Linked DNA regions of Mus musculus: region 1 is linked to region 2. The links are chromatin contacts, called in public Hi-C maps. All regions are on one chromosome and are shown on one strand. The core of a region is the stretch at or near the end of the contact, and the rest is flanking DNA. Distances in the headings are between cores, read along the strand shown.

Region 1 (7,108 bases), core at 1,467-3,966, 360 kb before region 2:
TTTCTATTTGTTACTGTATTAAAATGAAGCCTGGTATAGGGCCAATAAAATGCCTTAGTAGGTAAAGGAATTTGCCACCAGGCCTGATGATTCTTGGAACCTAAAAGATGAAAGGATAGAACTAACGCCACTGATCTTCTCTCTCTCTCTCTCTCTCTCTCTCTCTCTCTCTCTCTCTCTCTCTCTCTCTCTCTCTCACACACACACACACACACACACACCCCACATGTATATATCTTCCAAATAAATAAACAAATAAATATGAAACAAGAGTGATACTTGGTATGAAGCAGGTATTAAATTATTAAATGAATGACTTAGTCTTAGTAAATTCCCTTGTTATTTTCCCCCACTAATAAAAAGTCATTTTTCTACTAAATATTTCAGTAATGACAGAAGAGCAATTTTTCTGTGTACATCTAGCACAGTGCAGGCCATATCAAATGTATTTAGGACCTGTGCTGATTGCCCTCTTGCCTCCTGCAGCTCATTCCTCTGCTGGCTATCAAGGTTGTAGACATCCCAACACACCCCCATGCCCTTGCTGCCGCACTAGACTCTTGGAGCTAGCAGCTAGATGGCTCAGTAGGTAGACACCTGCTGCCTAGCCTGCTGACCTGAATTTATTCTCTGGGACCCACTCAACAGAAGGAGAGCATTGACTCACTAGTTGTCATCTGGCTTCCATATGGTGCAGGGGTTCACATGCACCCTTCCCCACGGACACAGAATAAGTAAAATAAAATCTAATTTAAAAACTGTAGTCACTAAGTTATGTTTTGTCAAATGGACTTTTTATTTGCCAAGGTGAGCATGAAAAAGTTATGGGTCCTGGTGCATCACAAAAGCCAAGCACATGATGCGTTGCTTTAAAATATGTTATAGTTTTATTAGAAATGGAATTGATTTTAGATATAATTTCTCATAGTTGCTCCTCTACCTAAGACAAAACTGCATTCCATCCAGTAAGCCCATCACAAACAGGAAACACTGTGAGTCAAAATGTATGCCGTACACCTAACCTGCTAAGGATGTGTCCATGACAGTGTGTAGGGGGAGGTGCTGATTCCCTAATTGGTTTTGGATTTGGTCAATAAAGAAGGTGGAAGCCAATTGCTGGATGAAGGGTAATGGTGGGACTTCTGGGTCCCAGGAGGAAGAAAAGACTCGCGGAAGGAGAAAAGGTTTCTCATCCAGGCTTTGGAATGAGAAGCATGCAACAACCATGTAAAGTCTTGGGGTAGTTAGAGCCTGTGGCCTCTGCCACCAGAGGATGGCTGATATAGACTAGCTGATAAGGTTAGGGCAGAAGATTCTGTGCCCAACAACTGTGTTATCTGGCAAGTTCTAAGATAATAGAGCTGTTGGTGTTTTTCTTCCATGGAGCAAAGATGGGCAGAGATAGAGAGAAGCCCCAAGGCAATACTGGCAGCTTGGCGAAGCTAGCAGGGAGGGGCTGGGGCAATCAGAGCTCCCTGGAAAGGCAGTAGCTGCCCATTGACTGAGCTAAGCTGGGAGGGATGGGCAAGTCAGGAGTGGGACTGACAGCTAAGCCCTGGGCAAAGGAGGAAACAACAACAAAAGGTATTTGTCCCTGGACCCTTCTTTTCTGGCTGCTTGGTGACAGGAGGGGACAAGCCCTTCTCTGTCATAGCTTCTGTCATGATGCTTCTGCTTTGCTGCAGTCCTAAATGCACCTGGACCAGCTGACTGTGGACTTACCCTTCTGAAAGTATGAGGTCCGCTTTGTAAAATGACGTCATTGGGGGCAAGGCACAGCCTAAAGGCCAGTTCCATACAACATAGACTAACTTAGGGGAGGGCACAGCTGATAACCACAATTTGGTGGATTACTTTCTTTGCCAAGTAGAAGCTTTCTACGGAGATTCAGGGAGTGATTTATAATTTTTTTTTTCTATTTTCAATGAAGTTCTCACTCCACTACTAACTTATGAAAAAAAAGTGGCATTTAGATGTCAAAAAGAGTAAGAAAAGGACATGTGTTTGCACCTGAAACAGCGACTTCTGTTTCTTATTGCAGATTCCTCTTTCAGTGTGAAGCTGGAGGGAGGAGACCTCTATATCAATATAACCACTGGCATTTAGCTAACCTTTCACCACAGGTCCTTCACTTCCCAGTTGCTATGGATAAGAAAGATAGAAAAAAAAAAAACCCAAAAAACAAAAAAAACCCAAAACCACTGTTCAGAAAGTTGCTCACTGTTCCTATGCAAAGAAACGTCACGGTGAGAACAGAGAGAAAACAGAGTGGTTCTATTAAAGCCCAGTGGCAGACAGGAGGGCTAAGATATAGACAGGAAGAGAGGAGCAGGGGATGGTGGGAGGAATGAGTCACTTAATTGCAAAAAGGTGCCAAAGAATCTGGTGGACAGGGAGCTTAGTTGGTGGTGGAGACAGGCCTGGCTAGAGCCAAGGTTTGGGTGGGGAAGCTGTCTTCTGGTCAGACTCTGTCTCTACCTGCTGCTGTACCATACAGTAAGCACACCATGCACTCAGTCTCAGGACTCTCCATTGCCACCTGTGTGGGACAACAGAAGCTTTGTAGCTAGGGAGAACCAGAGTTTGACTTTTGGCCACACAAGTCTCCGTGTGACTCTAAAGATGTCATCTAGCTTTTGTGAACCTGTGTCCTCATTGTTTTGATGCTCCTGATGACTCAGTGAGCTTCTATATGCAAAGTATTCAGTGGGGGTTTCAAGGAACTCAATAAGAATAGCTCTCACCACTAAGATCTACCCATGAGTGGATGAGTGTTGGGACCAGGGTGGTAGCAAGAGTTTTAAAAAGATGCAGTGGGGGATTGTAGAGATGAATCAGTAGTTCAGCCTTCTGCTCTCCCAGAGGAACTGCATTTGATTTCCAGTACCCATATTAGTTGATTCATGACTGCCTGTAGCTTCAGCTCCAGGTGAATGGACATCTCTGCCCTTCAACAGTACTCACAGGTCCACACCCTCCCATGGTGCCCACACCCAATAAAGAAAACAATAAGATAAAGTCCTAAAACATGATGATGTCTTTAGCTTTAGAGGCTTCTGAATTTAATTTTCGTCTCTATCATGTCCTTCCTGATTTTCAGTTCAGAGGAAATCACCCTGGGGTTTGGGCTAGGTCATATCCTTGCAGTCTCTGCTAAGTTGATGGGCATCCCCCTCAGGCAAGCCCCTCTTTCATGTCCTCTTCCTCTGCTGAGGCGTTATGGGATCAGCTGGTCTGCTTTTTTGTGCTGGCTCCCACAATTTCCTCCCCATCCCCCAGGAGGCGGCGCATCTTTTCCCTGGACCCTTGCTGAGGCAAGATGCACTTACAGTAGAGTTCCCCTCTCCTTTTCTGTTTCCTGCCAATACATGGGGTTTCCCTGGTTGTTTACATCTTTAGGAGATTTTTGCAAAGAGAAGAAAAAGTATATATATAAAAGAGGAAACCACAATGAGACATGATCCTGAGCCTCACACTTGAATTATGCTACGGTTGGTTTCTCTTAGCCAACCCTCTCCATTACCGTCTTTCCAAATGAATTTCTGAATTCACCTTTACATACTCCCCTCTCATAAAATAACTTTTATCATTTTCTTTAGATTTTTCTTCCACACAAATGCTCAATGTATTTTTCTAGATTGATAGTAAGCAATAGAAACGGGATGAATTGTAACCAAGTTCTCACTGAGATTTTTTAAAAATTTTTATTTTATTATTTTGAGTGTATGGGTGTTTGCCTGCATGTGTGTTGCCTTAGTGTTTCTACTGATGTGTTAAAACATCATGACCAATATAGAGAGTTTATTTGACTTACATATCTTAAATCACAGTCAACTGATGAAATCCAAGGTAAGAACTCAAGCAGGGTTGGAAGCTACAGGCAGGAGCTGATGCAGAGACCATGGAGGGATGTTGCTTACTGGCTTGCTCTTCGTGGCTTGTTCAGCCTGCTTTCTTATAGGACCCAGGACCATCAGAACAGGAATAGCACCACCCTTAATGGTCTGGGCCCTTGCACATTAATCACCAATTAAGAAAATATACTACAGGTTTGCCTACAGCCTGATCTTATGGAGGAATTTTCTCAATTGAAATTTCCTCCTCTCCAGTAACTCTACATGTGTCAACTTGATAGTAGACTAGCCAGCACACGTGTGTATGACATGGATGCAGTGCCCGAAGAGGCCAGAAGAGTGAATCACATTCTGGAAGCTGTAGTTATGGACAATTGTGAGAGCAGCCGTGTGGGTGCAAGGACTAAGATCCTCTGGTGACACAGACAACACTCTTAACTGATGAGTACCTTTCCATTGTTGTTTTTTTTTTTGTGTGTGTGTGTGTTTATTTTTGTTTTTCTTTTCTTTTTTCTTTTTAAAGGTTTATTCCCATTAAAAAGGAAACCCTGCTCCAGTGAGACTGAAACTCTGGATGTATGACAAGTCTGCTTATTAAAAGCCATATATCAGGTACTCATAGGTGTCATGTTACTGTCACCTCTTGCAACTCTGAGAGGTTAGGGAGAAAGTGAACTTGTTCTCTCTCTCTCTCTCTCTCTCTCTCTCTCTCTCTCTCTCTCTCAGAAAGTAATTTTCTTCTGGATCTCGAGGAAAGAGGAACAAGACCAAAGTGCTCCTGGGAAACTCTTGGTTTGCAAGTGTCTGCACATAGCTTTTTCACATAGCTTTTCCGTTGTACACAAAACAGAGGGCGGGTGTGGGGAGTCATCATACTCTTTACCACATTCACTCATGAGACATTTTTAGAAGGTTAAGTTTTTTTTACCCAGTTCCTCCAACGATTCTTCCATTATGGCTGAAAAGCTACAGCCAGCCAAGATTCAAAGGCAGTCCTATTGTGTTAGTGTCCCTCATAGACTGAGGGGACCAGAGACATCATCTGATGGAACCTTGCCGAGACTAGCATGATATCTGCTGTGGGAAAGGTCTTAAATTTCCAAAACACAGCATGACAGCTCAGCACATGCGTGTATCTACATAGTCTTGCCTTTACCCCACTATTTCTGATACTTTCCTACGTCAGCTGTTTGCTGTTCTTTCATTTTGATGACAGTGTCTCATGCAGCTCAGGCTGGCCCTCAACTCACTATGTAAATAAGGCTAGCTTTGAACTCTGCCAGGTCAGGCTTTTGCTTTCCATGTCCTTTTTAATCATTATACTCTAATCTGAACTTTAAAAGTCATTGGCTTTGATGATTAACTGTGTTGAGGGCTCACTGTCCTTAACTGCTCTTGCCAAAGAGCAATGGAGAAGAAGAACTAGTGTATGTGGCTTCTGAATGTTAGAATGCACTGTGGTATGATGAAGGAGGTTGCTGTACTTGTGTGGGCTCAGGGAAAGTTTTCCTTTTTCTTTTTGGATTTCCAGTTTCAAGATTCTTATGACAGGCCATGATGAGTGATGGCTGTAGTGCATGTGGCTTTTTTCACTGATGCAACTAACTTCTGATTACAGTTGGGACTTTTCCTTGTTTGTCATTGCAGACCTATGTGGTGGAGTTTTCCTATCTTGTCGTTTGCTTTTTATGGCTCCTTTGCTTAGTCAGACTTTATTTCAGGTTTCAATCAGTACCTACCCGGAGAGAACGCTCATCACAGGTACTCAGACTCTCATATTGATCTTCAGTCATAACAATGAGAAAGGAGAAGAGGACCAAAGGCTAAGGCCGACTGGATGGAGAAAACACATCTAGGTTTTGTTTAGAGTGATTATAGAATAATAATGTTGTTATAATCTTAACTTTGGGCATGAACTGCTGGGATGCTAATACCTTCAAACTTGTTGACAGTTTTGTATGTATGTGTGTGTGTGTTTGTATGCATGCATGTATGTATGTATGTATGTATGTATTTATGTATGTGTGTATGTTATTTTCACCTTCCTTCCATTTTCCTTTCTCATATCCTTCCTTCTCCTGCCATGTCCCTTCTTCTCCCTAGATTGCTCTCCTATTTTCATGTCTTTTGTTTTTCTTGTCATTGTGACCATTGAGTTTAATTAGAATTGTTTGAGTAAACTTGGCCTGGGCTTATTTAAAAGAGTGGAGACTGCATAACAATAGTTCTGCTACCGAAGCAAACATCTCCCCTTCCCCAGCAATCATTAAGTGCCAACAGCACCCCAGGGAGCCTGCGGTGGGTGGCTCGGGAGCCCCTCCCCTATTCACAATGGAAAGTTGACAGACTTCATCTTGTGCAAGTAACCACAGCTGCTGAATATTCACAAACTTCTCTTGAGCATTTATTATATCCTTCCTCTCTTTTGCATGCTGCCTAGGTAGTAGTTCCACTTAACTTTCATACAAATCCTGAACAACAGCAGCAGCAACAACGACATATTCAATTTCAAAAAGGGAGAAATTAGGGCTCAGACAAAATAGGGGGAAAGGCCATACAGCCAATACAGTGTCTGGGATTAGAATTCAGTGATCCAAATCACTGAATGTCGCTTAAGTGGAGTGTGCCAGTAACCCCAGCCAAATTACACACACTCTTGGCTTTTGTTTTTCTCGCCTACGTAATTAGGAAAAGAGAGCAGTTCTTGGAAAGTGTGGTGTGCTTAAATGAGGAGGTGCGTACAACTGAGCTCTGGGCTTGCAAATTACATCTCCTCTGTGCAGCCTAATCGTGGCTTGTGGTAGCCGCTCACAGTTACTCAGCCCCGATGAATTAGAAATCTCTCTGCTTCCTTCACCTTTCTCATGGAGCCCAGTTGATCTTGTTCAGGTTCCGCCTGTGGTCTGTTGAGTCTCGTCGTCTGTGTCCTCTTTTGTCATATCCCAGAACTCAAGGCCTTTCACATCTTGTCTGAATTATGATGGATTCCGCACTCATCTTCGTTTGATCCCCTGTCTTGCTAGGATTCTCTGTCTCACACAAGCCAGACAGCTGGCTTTGCAAAGCTGAAATCTGATGCCAATTTCTCCTTTGAAGTCAGCCCCTAGTTGAAAGTTCCCAGTGACTTTCCACTAGCTATGTGATAAACAGGCTTTCCCTAGCCTGGATGTGGACTTCACCTCCTGATGTCACATTCATCTTTTACCTTTACTGTGTACGGTCATTTTCTTTTCTCCAGGCATCCCCCCCCTTTT
Region 2 (6,858 bases), core at 711-3,210:
TAGAATTTTCTAGCCATTTGGTCACTTCTCACAGTGACTCTAGACTCTCCCCAGCAAGTCCATACCTGTAATCTAGACTTCATGCCACACCTGGTAATCAAGACTCCCACCAAGACTCCCACCTAAAACAACACGCACCGGGTGCTTATACAATGTGAGTTTGACACCTTATAGAAAGAGGTTTACGGAGCTACCACCTGCCGGATCTCGCACGGCACAGCGGTTTCGTATGTCCCTCTGCTAAACCTAGTGTGCTCCAGCATATGCTACTGTGTAGTTCCTAAGGACTGCCAGTGACAGGCCAAGTACCTGAAAGTAGTGGGAAATTCTCCTTTGTGAGGTAGGAGCAAGTTTTATACCCTTACAAAATGCAGAAGTCTTGAATAGCTGAGTGGTTAATTACTGTCTCCTCTCCCCCACCCCCCAACCTGGCTGCTCTTTGTCTCTTTCTCTCTTGCCTTCCAACATAGACTCTGCAAGGCATAGGCAGCAAAGATTCGTCAGGGCTGGATTGATGGAGAGTATGATCTCTTGCTCCTTCTCAGCATCAGGTGGGTTTAACTCTTAAAGAAAGAACCACAGTCTGCCCGAGGTGGTCCTGCCATGACTCAGACTCCAAGGAGCGATGTTAAATTGAAATTCTAGAACAGACATGCAAATAGGTTTCCTCTTGAGTGCCCAGCATCCCTGTGTCACCCGTGGGAGTCGCTGGCCGAAACGTAGAATGAGAAGAATCTCAACAAGAAGAAATGCCACAGTGAACTGACAGTGCTCATCGAGGCTATGAAGGTGACGACATACGTCACAACGTGTCATTTACATGCTTGAGGAAAGCATAGCAGCTGCCAGAGGAGGTGCCACCTACGTATTTTCATGAAAAAAAAAAATCACTGGAAGGGGAACCATGAAAGAAAGCTAGACCCCAAGAAACCTTCTGTTTACTGGCTGGCTCTTCACACTCAATGGGCCTCGAAGATGTCACCCGTTCTGGTCAAATGGCTCAGTATCATGAGCTTTCTAATAGGCAAGAGACTTAAAAGCATAATGACAACAACTAACCCACTTGGAAACGCCCTTGTCATGACTAGCTGATCAAATGAAACTCTGAGTCCTTTTCTAGACCGCATCAACAGTGTCACTCACGATGGGCAAAAAGATCTCAACAGTTCACCTTAAAAAAAAAAAAAAAATTACCCATAAGACCCAGAAACCAGCGACTGCTCTAACGCAAGCACTCCGGCACCGGTGGCCTCAGCTGCTTCGTCTTTCTAGTCATAGTGCCCTTTTGAGCAAGGGTCACTCTTACTCCTAAGAGGAAAGTCGATCTGACTCACTTTCAGAAACTGAAAGCACACTGTGTCCACAAGAGCCGGGACGCTTACTGTAAAACCACAAAACCACATCAGAATTCTTCAGCTGCTCAGGAAGGAAAAGAGTCAGTGGGCCGAAAAAAAACCTCATCCAGACTTCTCCACACTTCGCCCTCCAGAGGACTCACGGGCTTTGCTAAGAGACTGGGAGCCAAGAACAGATTTCCGCAGCCAGTGTAGACTGGGCCTCCGGCTTCTGTTACTGAAAACAGGAGACAATGGCCCAAGGCTCCTTCGGGAAGCAGCACAGCTTTGGTTTTATTGACTCTTCCCTCTTTCTTGTCATTTTCTTCCCCAAATATCCATCCCAGGTCTAAATGTCTGTTACTCAGTTAGTTTGTGCTAGCTGGTATGCCGAGATTAAGAGTGGGACTTTGCTCTGGATCGGGTTCTTTCAGGATTCCAATAGGATGCTTTAATAATTTTATTCTATGGTTGTGTGGAGAACAAACCCAGGCTGACACTTTCATTGGTGAGGTAGCAGGAATCATTGACATTAACAAGAAGGATAACGGATTCCTCTTGACTATCCACCCCTCTTCCCTCAACCCTTCCGGTCCACGACTCAGGGGGCAAAATCCGAATCTTGTGATTTCACGGTTTTCTGCTGCCACCTGGTGATGGCTTACAACCAAGCAGTGGTTCTCAATCTTCCTAATGCTGAGACCCTTTTACACAGTTCTTCACACTATGGTGACCACCTCCCAGCCATGAGTGTATTTCGTCGCTATTTCATAAATGTAATTTTGCTACTGTTGTGAATTGTAATGTAAATGCCTGATATGTAGGGTATCCGTGACCCCCCCCCAAGGGGTCGTGACCCACAGGTTGAGAACTAGAGTTTCCGCAGCCTGAATTTCTGCCATCCTCAGGCTGGCACACGGGGAAGACAAAATGGAAGATCCCAGACCACTCTATAAGCACCCTGAACCCCCAGAGGAAGCCTGGTGGCAAGATTATAGGATAACCCTCACCTCTTTTCTCTCTCCTGTGTCTGCTTAGCCCAGGTAGTTACTACAGATGGAGGACGGGTGATAGAGGAGAGCCCAACTCTTCCCCATGCACCTCTAGAGAGACCGCAGAGGAAATCAGAAAAGAAAAGGTCTGGACCTCTAGAAGAACTACAGCAAACTCACTGAGGTCGGAGCAGCAGAAGTCACATTCTGTCCCTGTAATTCTGTCTAGAGTTGGTTTTGAGAAGTGAATCCAGGGCAGGTTGGTGGTAGACAACTATAATCCCAACCCTCAGGAGGCTGAGCCCAAAGGATTGTGAGCAAGCTTACGCTTCATCTCAAGACTCTATCTAGGAAGAAAAGAGCAAGAGTACAGTGTCAAAGAAACATGGGGGCCAGTGAGGTGGCTCTTGGCTCTGTGGGTAAAGGCACTTGGCGCCAAGCCAGATAACCTATCTGATTCCTCAAACCCTCATGGTAGGAAGATAGAACTGACTTCTCCAAGTTTCAAATGCACACCAGGGGACAACACACACACATATAAAAAGATAGATAAGCAAATTTAATTTTAAAAAAATTTTAAAGACATAACCGATTACTTTGTACTTACATTAGGACATATTTTAATATAATCTCCCAAGTGAGTGAGTATTATAATTAGCTAAGTGTATAATTGTGCATATCATTTGTGGGATGAAATGTAGTGTTTTGATCCATGTAAGTATTGTAGAAAGACTCAGTTAACTGATGCTTTATCATCATCCTACCTTGTAGGATGGCCCTTACCTGCTCTTCCATCTTCTGCCTCTCTCAAGCCCCATTGCTTGCTACAGAGTTTAGATATGTAAAAACTGGTCCTTTAGCACATTTGAAACACACAGTACATCCCTACTCAAAGGTTTCCTCTATTTATCTTTAGATTTTAATCACCCTCCTTCTCCCACCTCGATAGACCCTTAATAAAGTGTCTTGCCTATAATAGGTTATCCCAAAATGCGGCTTTTATTTTTGGAGGGTTTCTAGATGGGCATTGGCTTCTACTGCCATCTACTGACAGAAATTAGAAGTACGCCTAGAGGTCATTCTAAACCTACCCACTCTTGCCTAGTTTTACTTCTTTCCTGTATTTTAATTTTTCATTTATTATTATTTTTATTCAATTGTTCATTTACTCAACTAACAAAACTAACTAAAAGTTTTTTTAGTAGCAGACTTACAGAGCAGCACAGCAGTGTTGAGTAGGATGGAAGAAGTCGACCATAAATGAACAAAACAAGGATTTGGGGTGGTATTAGGGCAATTCTGTAACTTGATTGTGGTGTAATTCTATAACTACGCATTTGCCAATATTCAGAACAGCATATACACGGAGGGAATTTTATTGTATGCAAAGACAAACGTGAGTGGAGAAAGTGTGGTGCACATAATTACATTTACTGAGGCTTCCAGTTATTAGAAACTATTTGGAGGGACTTGAACATCATCAAATAAAATAATCTTGTTTGGATACATGGCCACTACAGTCTGTCTCACCTCTGAAATTACCTTTTGATATATTTGTTATAAAGGCTCCATGTGGGAAAACACAGCAAACTCATTGGTGGTTTACTTCTTCCTTTACTGATAACAATGATAAAATCACCACTTTGGATAAAGTAACTACAGCATTGCTGTTAAGAGAGCTATGTATCCATTGTGCAGAGCGGAGCCTGTGTGATTACATGCCAAGGGAACGAGACAGGTGCTCCCAATGGGCTTAGTTCCTGCTGTAGAACTTTTCCAAAGGTTATCTGAGGAATCCTTTCTTTTATCTGAACAAAATTTGCAGAGGATATGAAAATGTCCTTCTGACAAAGCATCATGTGATCCAAAAACTACTACATATTTGTGGGATCTTGAAATAGAATAAGTCACAATGCATGTGTAGCTTTTACATAATTGTAACAAGCTTCAATTAGAATCCAGTATGAAAAATAAGTGTGTGTTGGATATACTTTCAGTCATAAATCAATCATTACTGTGTTTACTCAAGGGCAAGCAGTACCTCCCAGTGTAAAGCACTTGCTACACAGGTCTGAGTTCCAGAGTTGAGATATGGAGAAATTATGTGAAAACCAAGTAGGTTTGGAGATCATCTATAATCACACTTGAAAGATAGAGACGGGGGTTTCCTTAGGGAAGGGTGCCAGTTATATCTGCAATATTTGGCCACCTCTAGGTTCAGCAAGAGACTCTAACTCAGTAAATAAATTAGAGACAGAGAAAAGAAGACACAGACATCAACTTTGGGTCTTCAAAGCAAACACACATACATACCACATGCCTTAGTTAGGGTTTCTATTGCTGTGAGCAGACACCATGACCAAGGTAACTTTTATAAAAGACAACAGTTATTTGGGGCTGGCTTACAGGTTCAAAGGTTCAGTCCATTATCATCAAGGTGGGAGCATAGCAGCATCCAGGCAGGCATGGCTCAGGGGGAGTTAAGAGTTCTACATCTTGATCCAAAGGCTGCCAGAAAAAGACTGTCTCCCACGCAGCTAGGAGGAGGATCTCAAAGCCCACCCCCACAGTGACACATTTCCTCCAACACAGCACAGTTCCTAATAGTGCCATTCCCTGATCCAAGCATATTCAAACCACCACACCACATATACATAAAGATAAAATAGCATAGTTACTCAGTTTTGATATTATGGCTCAGTAGGCCCAAGGAAGAATTTCCAGAAATAGATGCCACTCTGTAGATAACCTGCAAATGTCAGAGAACTCAGGGAATCAAAGCTGTGTCAGACTACAATGAACATCAGGTTCAATTGCATGAACATACAGGTCTGAAACCTGAAGCCCCAAGAAGAAAAATGTCTGGCTTGACATTGGAGGAACCAGAACTTCAGAACTCCAGTCACCTAGAAGCAAGTATTAACGGCTCAAACTGAAAGCCCAGAACAGCTTCAAGAAAGTTAATCAAGGCATTTAGAAGATGTTGAATCTTGATATTTAGTTTTAAGTCCAATCAAAAATAATGTATATCTCATTTTGCTCTTAATCATAATTATAAATCAGACAGACCCCCCTCAGAACTTAAACAAGTCAACCAAAAAATAAGATATTATGCTATCCTTCTTCCATTTTAGCTTGTTTTTTCTCACACACCTAGGATAGTGTGGGGAGGAGGGAGATGCCTGATCTGTACTTGACAGATCAGTTGAAAGACATACACATATATTGCCTTGTCTATTTTATTCCAGCAGACATGCGGCAGAGGAGCCCTCAAAGCCCTCCTACACAGTGACACACTTCCTCCAAGAAGGCCACACCTACTCCAACAAGACCACACCTCCTAATAGTTTCACTTCCCATGGGCCAAGCACATTCAAACCACCACACCAAGGCACATAGTTGAATCTCTAAGTACCCCAGGACCAAAAGGACAATGTTCCCACTAAGGATGTGGCATCTGGCTAACTAAGAATCTACATCTCAGCTAAAAGATGTCTGTGTATAGCAGGGCAGATAGAAAGGTTACTTTTGCTGGCCTTTCTCTTGACCCAGAAATGAAGGTAACAAACGATAAGCCGTTGCCAGACCAGAACAGATGTAGAAAAGATTTATTGAAAGAAAACATAAGGAGAGACAGAGATTTAGAGAGAGGGACAGAGACAGAGGGAGACAAACAGACGGATATAGAAACAGATAGGGAGAGAGAAATAGATACAGAGAGATAGAGACATACACAGAGAGACCCTTCCCTCTGAGACGGAATCAGTCCTTACCTCTTGTGCCATTTCTGCAATAAATAAGCAGGCATCTCGCTATCTCGTGATAGAGTAAATGTTACTACACCAGTCGCTTTTCTTCAGTCTGGCTATTGAAGGTAAGGGCCATGGGTCATTAGAAATGAAGCTCTCTACATGTTTGTATGTGGCATCACAGGTCATTCAGGTCAGCATCTAAGTCAGGGGCTAACTCTTAAAGATTGGGATTCCTGCTTTGATTTGGGGCCTTTTTGTCTCTACTCTTCATAACCCTTTAGGCAACTCCTGTCTTTGATGTGTCATTCTAAACTCCACAGAAAGGCTTTTGTAATGCTTGTCTCATTCCCAGTAAATATGAAATCACTTTTGGACAACCTGGGAAGAAAATGCAGATGCCGGCCTCAGACTTGGAAGTCCCAGGCCTGATTACAAAAGAGGAGACAGGGACAAAGAAGATCACACACTGGTAAGATGGAGCACCCGGCTTGGGGATCTTCTGCCTGTGGTTTCTATGTACTTTGCCTGCTGTTTCCCCTGTATCTCATACATCCCCTTTGTATTCCGGAATCCCCCAAGATGGACAATTGAGACACAAATGTCTCCTCTGTTTCTCAAATTCACCTGTGAACAAATCCCTCCTTCTAATATCTGCCCCCTGGGTTCTCCACCAAGCTGTGAGCAGTACGACCTTAGGTCCCATGATGACAGGAAGAGCGTGCCGAGACATAGGGTACAGAATCCTAGTGTGTCCCCTCTAAGGGCCATGACTGGATACAC

Evidence for each region. A called contact is a pair of places that touch in the nucleus more often than the background predicts.
Region 1: a contact with region 2 is called in a Hi-C map of Th1 cells, with 4 times the contacts expected there. The contact joins two enhancer-like sites. A contact is called at or near these places in 13 of 39 promoter capture datasets (the SN4741 cell line, cranial neural crest, embryonic stem cells and 6 more), 2 of 15 datasets of contacts at CTCF or cohesin (CD8 T cells and large pre-B cells), 4 of 484 Hi-C or Micro-C datasets (Th1 cells, bone marrow-derived macrophages and embryonic stem cells), 7 of 115 datasets of contacts at active chromatin or transcription factors (the 230-238 cell line, CD8 T cells, bone marrow-derived macrophages and 3 more) and 1 of 9 other capture datasets (embryonic stem cells).

The regions. Positions count from the first base shown.
Region 1 is chr1:161,373,720-161,380,827 of GRCm38.p6, forward strand. No RefSeq gene overlaps it. Among named protein-coding and RNA genes, the nearest start is that of Tnfsf4, 18 kb to the right of the region's middle. Within about 2 kb of position 2,717, at least 17 of the 459 cell types and tissues checked have an H3K27ac peak or open chromatin away from gene starts, as enhancers often do. A contact at or near this core is called in CD8 T cells and Th1 cells, where this site is marked.
Region 2 is chr1:161,733,686-161,740,543 of GRCm38.p6, forward strand. No RefSeq gene overlaps it. Among named protein-coding and RNA genes, the nearest start is that of Gm31869, 30 kb to the right of the region's middle. Within about 2 kb of position 1,961, at least 158 of the 459 cell types and tissues checked have an H3K27ac peak or open chromatin away from gene starts, as enhancers often do. A contact at or near this core is called in CD8 T cells and Th1 cells, where this site is marked.